Linked DNA regions of Sus scrofa: region 2 is linked to region 1. Evidence: chromatin contacts called from public Hi-C data. All regions are on one chromosome and are shown on one strand. The core of a region is the stretch at or near the end of the contact, and the rest is flanking DNA. Distances in the headings are between cores, read along the strand shown.

Region 1 (6,666 bases), core at 2,158-4,657:
CCAGCAGACTTCTAGGAAAAACTTTGTAAGTTATAAAAATAAAAATAAACTTTTTTTAAAAAAGGAGTTCCGGGAGTTCCCGTCGTGGCGCAGTGGTTAACGAATACGACTAGGAACCATGAGGTCGCGTGTTCGGTCCCTGCCCTTGCTCAGTGGGTTAACGATCCGGCGTTGCCGTGAGCTGTGGTGTAGGTCGCAGACGCGGCTCGGATCCCGCGTTGCTGTGGCTCTGGCGTAGGCCGGTGGCTACAGCTCCGATTCAACCCCTAGCCTGGGAACCTCCATATGCCGCGGGAGCAGCCCAAGAAATAGCAACAACAGCAACAACAACAACAACAGACAAAAAGACAAAAAAAAAAAAAAAAAAAAAAGGAGTTCCCATCGTGGCTCAATGGCAACGAACCTGACCAGCATCCATGAGGAAGCAGGTTCAATCCCTGGCTCCACTCAGTGGGTCAAGGATCCTGCATTGCCGTGAGCTGTGGTGTAGGTCACAGATGTAGTAGCTCGGATCCAGCACTGCTGTGGCTGTAGTGTAGGCCGGCAGCTGTAGCTCTGATTCGACCCCTAGCCTGGGAACTTTCATATGCCATGAGCGTGGCCCTAAAATGACAAAAACAAAAAGCAAAAACAAAAAAAAAAAAACCCTCCAAAACAACAAACAGGAAATCAAAATTAATTGTGCTTATAAGTGGGACTTCTGGCCAACCAGCACCCAAAAACCTTGAAAAAAATACTGTGTGTGTGCATCTCATGGAAAAAAAAGATTCTTCTCCCGATAAGCTGCTGAGTGGAATCCCAGAAAGCAAACATTCAGTAAGGCCACCAGAGACACAATACACGTTAGGACGCGTGAAGCAGTGGCCAGGGCTCACCGCCCCCCACCGCAGAGTCACAAGCTGCCACACCCACTCACCTTTTCCACGATGATAAGATCTCCAACCTGGATGCTGCAGCTCTTCACCTTCACTGTCCCTGCAAAGAAACGGGCCCAAGAGACGTGACGTCCGACTTCATTTCAATTCTGACCAACTCCACAGTGTCCACCAGCCTACAGACCCAGAAGTGTGTCCCCACCCCCACGCCCACCCCGGCTACACACACACACACACACACACACACACACACACACACACACACACACACGAGAGAAGAGGGAATACGGTCAACACTGAACTCTCGATACCTCCACCAAGAAAGAGGCTACCCCCAAATGACGGATTTTTGTTAAATTTGCAGCTGCTAGGGAGCCTGCTCTATATGACTATGATCAGACCACACGACTCTTGCCGGCTGTTTATCTGGATAATAGGAGCTGACATTAAACACTAATTCTGTGCTAAGTGCTGTATAGATACGGACACGCTGGTGGCTTCACTCGCGCCCCTCTACGGCCCCAGAAGATCCCATCTCTAGTTTTCTGACAAGGACAGGGGGCTCAGAGACGCCCCACCTTCCGGGAGCCCACAGTTAGAAGAGGCCAGCCCCAAGAGTCCACGCCCAGCGACTCCAGAAGATGGAAGAAAGAACAAGGAGATCCGATCGACTCGAAAAACATTTACTGAGCGTCAGGTCCTAGGAATTCAAAGATCAAAGACAGTCCTCCCCCCCGTGAAAAAGCTCACGGTCTCGGAGAGGAATCGGCAGGCCTGTCCGGGGAAGAGCAGGACAGGAGGCGGTGTGGCTCTGCAGGCCAACAGGCGGCCTCGGCATTCCCAGCAACTTCCTCCCCAAAGCCAACAGTCTTCGTGTGTGTGTGTGTGTATCTTACTTTTGTCTTATTTTTTATTTTCCTGTCTTTTGTCTTTTTTAGGGCCGCACCTGCAGCATGGAAGTTCCCAGGCTAGGGGTCGAATCGGAGCTACAGCTGCCAGCCTACACCACAACCACAGCAACGCGGTATCCGAGCCACATCTGTGACCTACACCACAGCTCACGGCAACGCCCGATCCTTAATCCACTGAGTGAGGCCAGGGATCGAACCTGTAGCCCCATGGATGCTAGTCAGATTTGTTTCCACTGAGCCACAATGAGAACTCCTGTACATTTATATGTTAAAACGTAAGAGCTGTTCTTGGTTCCTGGACTGTATCAAACAAAAAGAAAGGTGGTGAACTGACTTGGCCCACTGGCTACAGTCTCCAAACCCAAGAGCTGGTAAAAAAGACAGCCAGACAGATGCTGTTAGTGCAAAATAGCATATGAAGCGATGGAGTGAGTCCAGTGCATGAAGGGAGCAGAGGAAGGAGACCTCGCCCTCTGAAGGCGGACAGGGAGCAGGGCCCGGCACAGAGAAGGCTCTGCACTCACCACTCAAGCACCGTTAACTGGCACACCTGCTGGAGGCCAGGCCTTCTAAGGGTGGGGACACGTGGGACGCAGCTGGAGCGGAGGGAAGGCAGCAATAGACAATAACGAATGAACAGGCCAGGGGTGGGGGGGTGTCAGCAAGTGCTTTACAGGAGAGTCCGGGTCAGCTTTAACCAGATGGCGGATACTGGTTACCAGCATCAGGTAAAAGGAAGGCACAAGATGGGAGAAACGGATGAGTACACGTGTGTGCACCTGCAGACCGGAAGCACCGCGTGGAAGAGGAAGAGATGAGGGGCTGGTGGGGCCAGGTGGTCCCGCATCCGGGGAACAAGCCTATCAAGGAGGTGCGTCTTGATCCTGTCGATGAGTCAAATTCCCATACAAGGGAGCAACAGCATTAAAACTCTTCATGTTATGGGCGTCTCATAATAAGCCCATTTAACTTATAAACATTCAGCAGAGAGAGGAAACACAGTAACGACCCTCAGTCCTCCTCGATAAAACAGATGTCCCAGAGCAAGGGTGACCGGGAGTCAGGAATCTCCTGTCCCTCACCGTGGACTCCTTCATTCAACCCATACCCAGCATCCACCACCTGGGAACTGGCGGGAGTTTCTTTAGGGTTAAATGGAACTTAAAGACGCTAATGAAATAATCGCAGTGTGCAACTCTGGATTTTTAGGATTTTCCACACTATTGGACACTTTTCACCTAATTTAATGCCGTGGGTCATTTTAGCAATTCCCCACTGTTGGGCTGTGGCAAAGCATTCCACTGACTTCCAGAAAGCCCACGGCCGATGGCATGAGCTGGATGACCCTCCACTGCTCGCAAGATGTTTAAATCCTCCCCGTTAGAGCAGCTCCCAGTACGAGGTCAGCTTGTGATAGAGTCTCGCCTTCCTAAAGCACAACTCAGACCCAATGGCCTGAGCCTGGGCACCCTCACGAGAGACCCATCAGCCTCAACCGTCCACAACGTCAAAGCCTTTACAGAAGGAATGCAGAACAAACGCCAACCCTAGGAGGCGGCTCCTCAGAAATGGCGAAAGGAACAGTGAGCCAGATGCACAGAACTATGTTCCTGCCAGAACAATTCCTCTTGTCCCACTAGGGGGCAGCAGGACAAACACACACAGACACACGGTGCTTTCGGGGGAGCCATCAGGGCCTTCCTCGAAGGAAGCTCGTAAATTCAGCGTGGCCCCCTGCGCCGGCGAACTTTCCCTTCCCCTGGGCTCCCCTCAACTTTCCCAAACATAAATTTACACGTTGTCTTGGGGTTTATGACCGAAATTTATGCTGGTGGCCTGACCCAAATCATCAGTGAGCCTGTGTTCTGATCTTTCAGAGCTACTTACGGGATTTCTCTTAATATTGAGCCCTAAGAAGGACACTGTTATACTGCTTATGAAATAATAACCGCTATGGATACGTGTGTGTTAGGGAGACAGAGGCCAAAACCAGGGGGCTTAGACTGAAAGGGTTAATGGGGATTGTTTCTGAGAAGAAAGGAGATCAATCCTTTTCTTTGGCATACCTCCTTTCTGAATTCTTCAAGGATTTTTCTAAAATAAGCATGAGCTGCTCTTCCAATAAGAAAAACCTATACAATAAATTAACGTTGCTCTAACTTTTAAGTGGCTGGGCCCAGATTTTCCCTTCTACGACGGAGTCCTGATTTATGATCTCGGTTCATCTGAACTCTGCCTCTCTGTCCATCTGCTCTACCTCAACCAAAAAAACCTTTCATCTGCCGTATTTGCAGAGCAGTGTCTGACTCACCCCAGCAGGCCGATCCCTCCCACAAACGCTCCTACTGTAACGGGCCGTCGGGCACCCGGATGCCGGCTCCATCTCAGGAGCCACGCCGCCACAAGGTCACGGGCGTTTCTCAGCCACGGCTCCCTCTTTAGCAGCTTGGTGCTCGGCGGGCATAAGCCTCAGCTCCGCAGCCTCCACAACCACAACGGGAGACCCTCAGACTACTGAGCAAACACACGAGTGGGTCCCGACCTTCGTAAATTTGGACTTCCAGGACCACGGTGACATTTCTGGGTGATCAAAAATGTGACGTTTGGGCCTGTATGTAGGACACGCGTTTAGTGGGTATCGGTGTGCCTGTGTGTCCTTTCTGAGAAAAGACAGAAAAGCCCAGAAGCATGAAAGGAGGCAGAGCGGCAGGAAGGAAAGACAAGGGATGCAGACACCGCTACCGGCGTCTAGCGTTCATCTGACAAAACGCCCGTCTCCGAGGAAGCGGCAGGTTGGTGGGAAGGCACAGCCGGGGCAGGAGGAAGAGGAGGCAGAGAAAGCGGACTGCAGTGGGCACTGAAGGGCCCGACCGGCAGCCGCTGGGATGAACTCCTGGAACAAGACAACTCTTGAGACTGTGGAGGAGGCCCCCCCCCACGATTTCTAGTCTCATGCGAACCACCGTTCTGAGTCTTCTACCGACGTCCTTGCACAAAAAGGAAGAACAAGAAACTCTCGCACTCTGGCAGAGCTTCCCAGCGTCCCAGTAAAGGAATACGAGAAATGAAAAAGAGCTTTTCCCGTCGTGGCTCAGTGGTTAGTGAATCTGAATAGAAACCATGAGGTTGCAGGTTCAATCCCTGGCCTCGCTCAGTGGGTTAAGGATCTGGTGTTGCTGTGGCTGTGGTGTAGGTCGGTGGCTACAGCTCCGATTTGACCCCTAGCCTGGGAACCTCCATATGCCGCGGGAGCAGCTCAAGAAACGGCAAAAAGACAAAAAAAAAGAAAAGAAAAATAGCATATTGATAGCAATTATCACCTACCTCGAAAGAGGCACTCTCCCTACAGTCCATTACCTGGTGGTTGGAAGGACATTCGCTCCCAGCCCCACAAGGACAAACTTCTCAAGCACTCCTATTGTTTCTGTTTTGTTTTGTCATTTACCCTAGAGATTCCCAAGCACTCCTATTTATTTATTCTTTTACTTACTTTTTGTCATCTACCCTAGTTAACTCCTAAAACTGCCAGAAGCAGCACGCCTCTCGGGCCTGTGACCCGCGTATTCACCCAGATGCGCCCCCGCGTGGATGAGTGACTCCTGTCTTCCTCTAAAATTCCTCCCCACTTTTGCACAAGGGAGCCCATATTTTCCTTCTGCACTGAGCCCCACAAAGCACGCAGCTGGTCCCGAACAGCAGTGAACACACGCAGTCACATCTTCATCCTGATGCGCACGGGAAAATCCGGCCGTGGTCTGACAACGGAAACCCCGCAAGTCTTCCACGGCGCCCCCCAGGCCAAAACGTTTCTCTTTCGGATCCCGTCTCCCCCAGACTCCCACTTCCAGGCTCTGGGACTCTTGCAGATCTTTGTAGAAACCCCACAGAAACAGGGTAAGAGATTTTTCAAAGGTTAAGCGGCAGATTTCTCTGCCGGCCACATCTCAAATCATGAAATCCTTTCTAGAAAATCAAGGCATCCCATTCAGCTTTCGCCACATCACCCAAGTCACCTCGGAGCCGGAGCTGATACCAGGGAACAAACTTCCAATTACTGGAGCTGTTTATTTCTGCAGAGATGGACCTCCAAGCCTTTCGTAAGCAAACCTATTGAGCTCAAACCATGCTTTTCATGGATGAGAGCTTCAGAATAAGGGCAGTTTGTCTACGTTGCAGAGAGAAACCAGATGTTTCCCTTGAGTCGAAACAAGCAAATGACAATTCAGTCAAACTGCAGAACGGCCCCCATTAAAAAAAAAAAAAAAAAAAAATTACATAAATTCCGGGACACTAGTCCTCGTGGGCTGATTTTTTGACCCCCAAACACCTCGAGCTATACTTCTATTTTCCATTGTGCCTGCAGGACACTGATGGCCTTTGTAGATCTCTGACAGCGATCCCCATGCACTAACCCTGGTTAATGTATAACCCTTTAACTTGCACTCTAATCTGGCTGTGACAGTGATGAGCTGTAAATTCTACAGCATGTGTACATTTCCTGAGCTTGACACAAAAACGCCTCTGCAGGCTCAGCAGAGTGAACGGGTTTTAAAGTTGAAATTTTCGTAGCCCAATCGGGTCGCAGGCATTCCCCAAAGCCCAAGAAAAGACTGTTATTTGAAAACAGCCAAAGGGTAGAAGAGCATTATTATAAATTCCACGGGCCACTTCCTGGGGCTTTTGTTTAAAATAGCGGGAACTTAAAAAAAAAAAAAAAAAAGGCTGAAGTTTAAATTTAACAAGTTTATACCCAACAGAGGCTTTTAAAATAAATATATAAATGGTGCCCCCTGCTTCTGGAGCCCAGTAAGGATGAAATAGAGCAACAGCACCCACCAGGGGGGAAATACCTTTGGGGAAAGATAACAGTGCAATTTGCA
Region 2 (6,666 bases), core at 1,677-4,176, 78 kb after region 1:
ACCTTGAGGAAGGCAGCAGAGGCTTGAATAAGCAACTATCATTGACTTGTGCAATTTCTTTTTAATGGAACAAAAGGGGCTGTGGGCAAGTTGCAGCCCCTCTTTCAGGAACTCGGAAACAGAAAGTCAGCCTGCAACACTAACTAATGCTACTATCACGACTTTCCTCTCCCTCAATTAAAACAAGAGCTCCCAAGTGCCCTATTCTCAGAATCCTTACTGCCAGTGTAGGTCATTGCAGTTTAGAAACTGGGGCTAGGCAGTTTATTTGAAATTTGGGAATCTTAATCATTGATGGTTGTAATCCAGTTTGGCACAAAAGGCATTTGAACTCTTTTGAGAAAATGCTAATTTTCCTCTGCGAAGCATGAGTCTCCTGACCACCTGCAGATTTTTCTGATCTGCTAATTGATCGCTGGACTTCATTTTCCTCTCTCAAAACGTGCATTCTTTACAAGTGGGTCTCTAATTGGCTTTGCAAAAATTTTAAGACCAGGCTAAACTGGATTTTTAAAATCACACACACACACACACACACACACACAGAGGCTGCTCAAATGCAAAATGCATTCACTGCTTGTTTGGGAAAACTACCTTCTGTCCCATGGTGGCAACTGGGGGTTCTGCAAACACATTCTAGGACCGGAAGAATTCTTTCCAAGAACTCCAAAGATATAGCAAAGAATACCTGGCAGAGCCAGGGATAGCTCAAGCAACAGATTAAAGTCCCCAGGCGCTCCCATCCCTAGCCAGGGCTCTCCGACCCCCTGCCCCAGCCCGTCCCATTCTCATCCATCAGGTGTGAGCCGGTACCTGCATGGGGACCCGCCTCTCAGCAAGGGCGAGGTTCCAGGCTGGGTCTCCAGGGGGCGCCCGCGCGCAACTCAGCCATCCACTCCAAGCCAAACGATCAATAGCAACTCCCCCTCCCAAATCGCGGAGGGAGCGCACTGCCCCGCCGAGATCCCAACCAGCTCCGGCTAACTGCAAACTCCAGCCTGCGTTAACTTAAGAAGCAACCCCCGTAACAAGCTCCCCTTAAGTGCCAACCACAACCAAAAGCCCCACTTAAGTGCGCTCACCCAAAATGTAGGGGGTAGGGGGAAGGGGAGGTCAGAGCAGGACCAGGGGAGGGGTCAGAGCCAGGAGCTCGCCCCTCCTCTCGGGAGGAAGCAGGCGGGCGGAGGGTTAACCCTTTTGTTCCAGGTGGGCCAGGCAGCGAAGCCTCTCCATTCTCCCCCCACCCCCTCCCAAGGCACAAAGAGAGTCCACTCCTCCGACCTCGGGTGCGCGCTGCCCTGACCATCGGACGCCCCAAAACGCACAGCCGCCCCCTCGGTCAGGCCGATCTCTTTAATTTGCCGTGAAGAAAATGTTATTTGGAAGGAAATAAGGATGATACATTATCTTATTTAAAATTAAGGAAACTTGCTACATTCCCTCCGCGAAATAAAGGGTACGGTAGCAAAAAAGTAGCGACCGTCTCCCCAAAGGAGTTGTGGCTCGGATTGCCTGGGGTTGCCGCGCACACCTCATCACCGGTTGGGAAATTAGAAAGCAGGCGGCGAGGGAAGTCATCAACAAGGCCCAAGAGGAGGTTAAAACGCCCCCTCCCCCCACGCGTACGCTAAAAACTTATCAGGCGACAATTTGGCGGGCCGGGACGGAGGGGAGATAGTGGGAAATCGACTCGCTCCTAAAGCCCCTTGGGTGAAATGACTAGGAAGAGAGGAGTTTGCTCGGCTGCTCCCGACCAGTCTAGGGGTCCCGAACTCCTCCCGACCCCGGGGCGCGCGGCTCGGAAGCGTGGGCCGGGTCAGCCCCGGGAGCTCGCCCTGGCCGCGACCGCCCAGCCCTGGCCCGACCTCTCCCCTCTGGCCCCGCCGCGCGCTTTTGGAAAGCCGGGCGCCCTAGAAAAGCAACGCAAAACGCCAGACCCGTGCACCCCAGCGGGGCTGCCCGTGCGCCCGCGACCCCCGCCCCTGGGGCCCGCACCCCTCCCGCGGGCCGCGGTTATTTTTAGGAAGTCGGAAATCAAAGATGGCTGGAGGTCAGGCCCCGAAAGGTTAGGGCGAAGATCGGCAGGCGACGTAGCCCCGGGAGAAAAGAGGAAAACCAAAAAAAAAAAAAAATTTTTTTTTAAAGGGAAATACTGTGCCCTTCTCCTCTACCTCCTCGGGCCCTCCAATGCCCTCCGCAGCGCGGGTGGCCCGCACCCCAGCTCCAGCGGGTGGGGAGAGGTCGCGCCCCCTCCCCCCTCTTGTCCCGGGAGGGGCGCGTGCAACAGATCGCCCTCCCCCAGGAGTCTTCCAAGGGTGCGCCCCTTCCCCAGCTTCCTGGAAAAGCCCCCAATGGGTGAAGGAAAGAGTGGGGACCCCCGGGGTCTTTCTTTTAAAAGCGGCGCCAGGGAGGGAGGAGGGGAGCCTCGGTTACAAGTGGGGGGGGGAGGTTACCAGTGAGGGGAGTGGAACCAATTAAGAGAGGGGCAGAGGACAAGGAGAAGCGAACCTTCCAGGAATGAGAGGGACGGAGGAGAGGCTGGGGGTCAGTTTTACAATAAGAATAGAGAGACCTGGGGGTGAAACTTACACAAGAGGGGAGAAGCGATAAAAGCGTAAAATTAACAAGGGCGGGGGTGGGGAATGGTGCTGCCGCTCCTCCCTGGAACTGAGTCCTCAGATCTTGGCTCCAGAATCTGCGCTAGGAGCCTCTGGCTCCCCCAAAGCCCGCGCCTTCGAGGGTCCCGCGAGCGTCGGGGAAACTGCCCGCGCCGGCGTGCGCCCCCAGCCCCACTCACCCGGCTCCCCGGCCACCGGAGCCGATGGGGCCGCATCTGCAAACTCCGCGGCGGGCTGCTGCGGCTGCTGCTCGCCCTGGTCCTCCTCCGAGTTGATGTGTTGGGGTTTCGCCTGCTTGCGCCTCGACATGGTGCGAGCATCGGGGAGCCTTGGAGAGCCGCGGTTATTTGCCCACTCCACCACAAATTCCTGGAGTTGGGAAATTTACCCCCCTTCGGCCAGAACGCGCATGTCCCAGTAATTATTATTATCAATAATGCATTGCGATTTATCATGAGCCCTGACAGCTGATTGGCCTGGGTCCAAGACCTCAGAGATCATTTAAATAAGCCCTCATTGATCAGGGAGGGGCGAGGCATTCTGGGCTTTGTAGTCCGGCCCTGCAAGCGACAAAGGCGTGTTCATCGGGGGAGCGCAACTAATTAGCATCCGGGCTCAGATTGGCTGGATCGTGGACGAAATCAGAGGGGGGACCCATCCTCGCTTCAGCTATTTGAGTCCTTGGAGAGAAAAAGAAAAATAATTGTGTACTTACTAAAAACTAGAAGCTTCCGTAAAAGTTTTAGAAGAGTATAATTGGTAGCGTGCTCCAAAAATTACTTTTGTAAGGTTGATATCCGCGGAAGCCGGGAAGGAAAGTCTTTTCAGTGGGATATTTTGGCTCAAATTTTACATTAAAAAAAAAACAAAAAAAAAACCTGAAAAACAAAACAACAAAACCAACCCCCCCCCACACACACACAAAAAAAAAACGAAGAAAAAACCTGGGATTTGACCCATGTCCCCTCCCATCTCCTTTTTCATTGAAAGGTTTAAATTGAGTTTGAAGAATGGTGAATGCTGATATATTCAACCTTCCCACCTCATCTCAGCTCTTAAAGTGGCCTTCCAAATTTCCAAATTTCAGATTATCCCTTCACCACGGTATATTTCCTTTAAATGCTAAATGATAAACTCCAGGATTTGTACTAACGAGATTTGGTTTATTGTCACGGTGCAGACCTTGGTTTTTAGTTTTTGGTTTTTTAATTTTAAAATGACTGGATACTAAATATAGAAAAGGCAGATTAAAAGCGAGTCTAGTCAGAGATAATATCGAAACAACAAACGGTTGCATTTTCCCCCCCAAGCCATAAATGTCTGATAACATCATTTTATTACCGAGAGATGATTCTCTTAAATCTCCCATGGAATCAGCAGTGGGCACTGCTGGAGTAACTGGGTGTTGCTAAAATAATCGTCATTGGAATTTTTTTGCAATATGGACTTTAATATAGAAAAGATGTATAGTTCAAGGTGATTACATCACCCTGACACCGGACGCCTGCAATTTTCTAAAATTGTGTGTGTGTAACATTATATATATTATGTACACATATAATATGTATTATGTATATACACATATGTACTGTGTATATGTATATATTATATACATCTCTACAGTAAATCTCTGTGTATTTTATTCTATTAACTGCCTTGCATGATGTAAATACTCAATAAATGTAGAATAAATGGTGAAAACTTCATCCAAGTCTTTGATTGGTGTTTCCCTGGTGCCTCTGGGCATGCGTCTCTCTTTAGCATTACAATAAATTGTAAGGAACTGTGCAAGTATAAACTCTTCTCCACATTTATACATTGCATTTTCTTGATTAGTTATTCATCAGGTTCCCAGTGTGTAAAAATTTTTTGTAAGCTCATTGGGAATGCAAGCAAAACAGAATGCTAAGCTCATAAATACATTCACCTGGGTGTTTGGACAACCCAAGGCAGAAAGTGAATCAGCTCGACCATCTTTTTGATATTCATGGTCATGAATAAAAACTTAGTGAAGAAAGGGAGGGTAACCTCCAATTTTTGAGTCTCTGAAAAAGCTGGGTGTTGTTTTATGTTAAGTTCCTTAAGCCAAAAAAAGATAGAATTACAGTCAACAGCCAAGTTGGAAAGGTAAGAATTTGGCTGAATAATACATGGAAGCCGTTTTGAATTCTCATACTGAGTAAAAAAGCCAATTAATGCCTGCCTTGCTCACTAATCTGCTTATATTCCCAACACCTTTCCCATGAAAGGAAGTGTGGCAGGAGATGTAATTTATCCATCTGAATGCATGTGCAGCAGGTTTACTGCTCAAGAAATGTTAGTGGTGTAAGGAAAACTTGAGGTAAAATATAGTTGTTTAAATGTATTTATTTTAGTTGGTAATAGTGAAAACATGGTAGCCATTTCTACTCATAACCAGGTAGTAAAACTGTGCCTCTTTAGCCTCCAAGTGATAATAATAATAATTGATTGAGCCCCTGGTAGGAGCCACAGATGGCATGAAATGCACAGTTTCTTGCTTCATCTACCAAGAGAGATCAGTACTGTTTTGTCCATTTTGAAAAAGAAGAAACTGAGGTTTCAGGACATGAAGGGACCTAATGAGGATGCGGATGAGTTCAACCCCTAAGTCTGACTCCAAAATTCTTCTATCACATCCGAATGCCTGTCATCCGGCTCTGGATGAATCTAGGCAAGACAGCTGAACAGGCGAAGATTGGGGCAAGAGAAAACTTATGTTAAGCCTGTCTTGAAAAATCTGGGGTCCGCGGAAATAACTCCTACAGATAAAGTCAAAGTCAAGTGTTCCTCAAAGAAAACCTTGCCACGAATATTATATCAAGAAAAGAAAGACACAGGAGTTCCCGTCATGGCACCGTGGTTAACAAATCCGACTAGGAACCATGAGGTTGCGGGTTCGATCCCTGGCCTTGCTCAGTGGGTTAAGGATCCAGCGTTGCCGTGAACCGTGGTGTAGGTTGCAGACGTGGCTCAGATCCCATGTTGCTGTGGCTCTGGCATAGGCCAATGGCTACAGGTCCAATTAGACCCCTAGCCAGGGAACCTCCATATGCTGCAAGAGCAGCCCAAGAAATGGCAAAAAGACCAAAAAAAAAACAAAAAAAAAAAAAAAAAAAGAAAGAAAAGAAAGACACAGTAAATGTTTTGACTCTTTGAATCTACCTCCCACTTATGAGCTGTAGCCAGGAGCTGGTACACCAGAGGTGAGGTCAGATGCTACAACAAAGGGGAGGGGTGAATGAAGCCCGAGGGGCACAAGGCCAGTCCCTAATCCAAGGTAAGTTTTGAATTATTCATATTCCATAAACAACTAAAACGCCTGGGTGGGATCAGCATTAGAAAAAAAAAAAAAGATTATTGTAAAGGATAGTATTAAACTTTTGAATGCCTTTTCTAAAATTTTTTTAATTTTTTTATTTTTAGGGAGAATTGCAATGATTTTTAATTTTTATTTATTTATATATTTATTTATTTTGCTTTTTAGGCCACACTCGCGGCATATGGAGGTTCCCAGGCTCAGGGTCGAATCGGAGCTGGGTTGCTGCCGGCCTACACCACAGCCACAGCAATGCCAGATCCGAGCCTTGTCTGTGACCACACCACAGCTCGTGGCAATGCCGGATCCTTAACCCACTGAGCAAGGCCAGGGATCGAACTTGCAACCCCATGGTTCCTAGTTGGATTGTTTCCGATGCCCGAGACGGGAACTCCTTGAATGCCTTTGTTAGGAGACTGGGTTTATGAATAATCCGGTTCTTCTCACTGTTTGTCCCAGGCAGAAATTGCCGGAAACTGACTTGGTTACATCTTCCCCTAAATCTATAAACACTGAGGCTTTACTGTGTCTAAGGGCCTTTGGGATACAAAATCCCAGTTTATCCTCGTTAAAATCCTTTTTGATTCCCATTTCATGGACTGGGAAACAAACTCGAAGCTTCCATTCAGCGCCTGTGGGTGCTCATGGTCGGTCGTAGGCTGACTGTATGAACTCGGAACCTTTCTGGCTTAAGGGTACAGGTCTCCAGGG

The links. Hi-C and Micro-C count contacts between places; a contact is called where the count stands out from the background.
Region 2: a contact with region 1 is called in a Hi-C map of fetal liver, with 1.9 times the contacts expected there. The contact joins the promoter of SALL4 here to the enhancer-like site in region 1. A contact is called at or near these places in 4 of 47 Hi-C or Micro-C datasets (embryonic fibroblasts, fetal liver, heart right ventricle and 1 more) and 1 of 2 datasets of contacts at active chromatin or transcription factors (skeletal muscle).

Annotation. Positions count from the first base shown.
Region 1 is chr17:53,021,319-53,027,984 of Sscrofa11.1, forward strand. ATP9A (ATPase phospholipid transporting 9A (putative)) reads right to left here. Exons shown (of 28, transcript NM_001114672.1): 5 at 917-975. Among named protein-coding and RNA genes, the nearest start is that of ATP9A, 48 kb to the right of the region's middle. Within about 2 kb of position 3,408, at least 7 of the 83 cell types and tissues checked have an H3K27ac peak or open chromatin away from gene starts, as enhancers often do. A contact at or near this core is called in fetal liver, where this site is marked.
Region 2 is chr17:53,100,097-53,106,762 of Sscrofa11.1, forward strand. It overlaps SALL4 (spalt like transcription factor 4), which reads right to left and starts at 2,927. Exons shown (of 4, transcript NM_001114673.1): 1 at 2,798-2,927. The coding sequence starts at 2,927.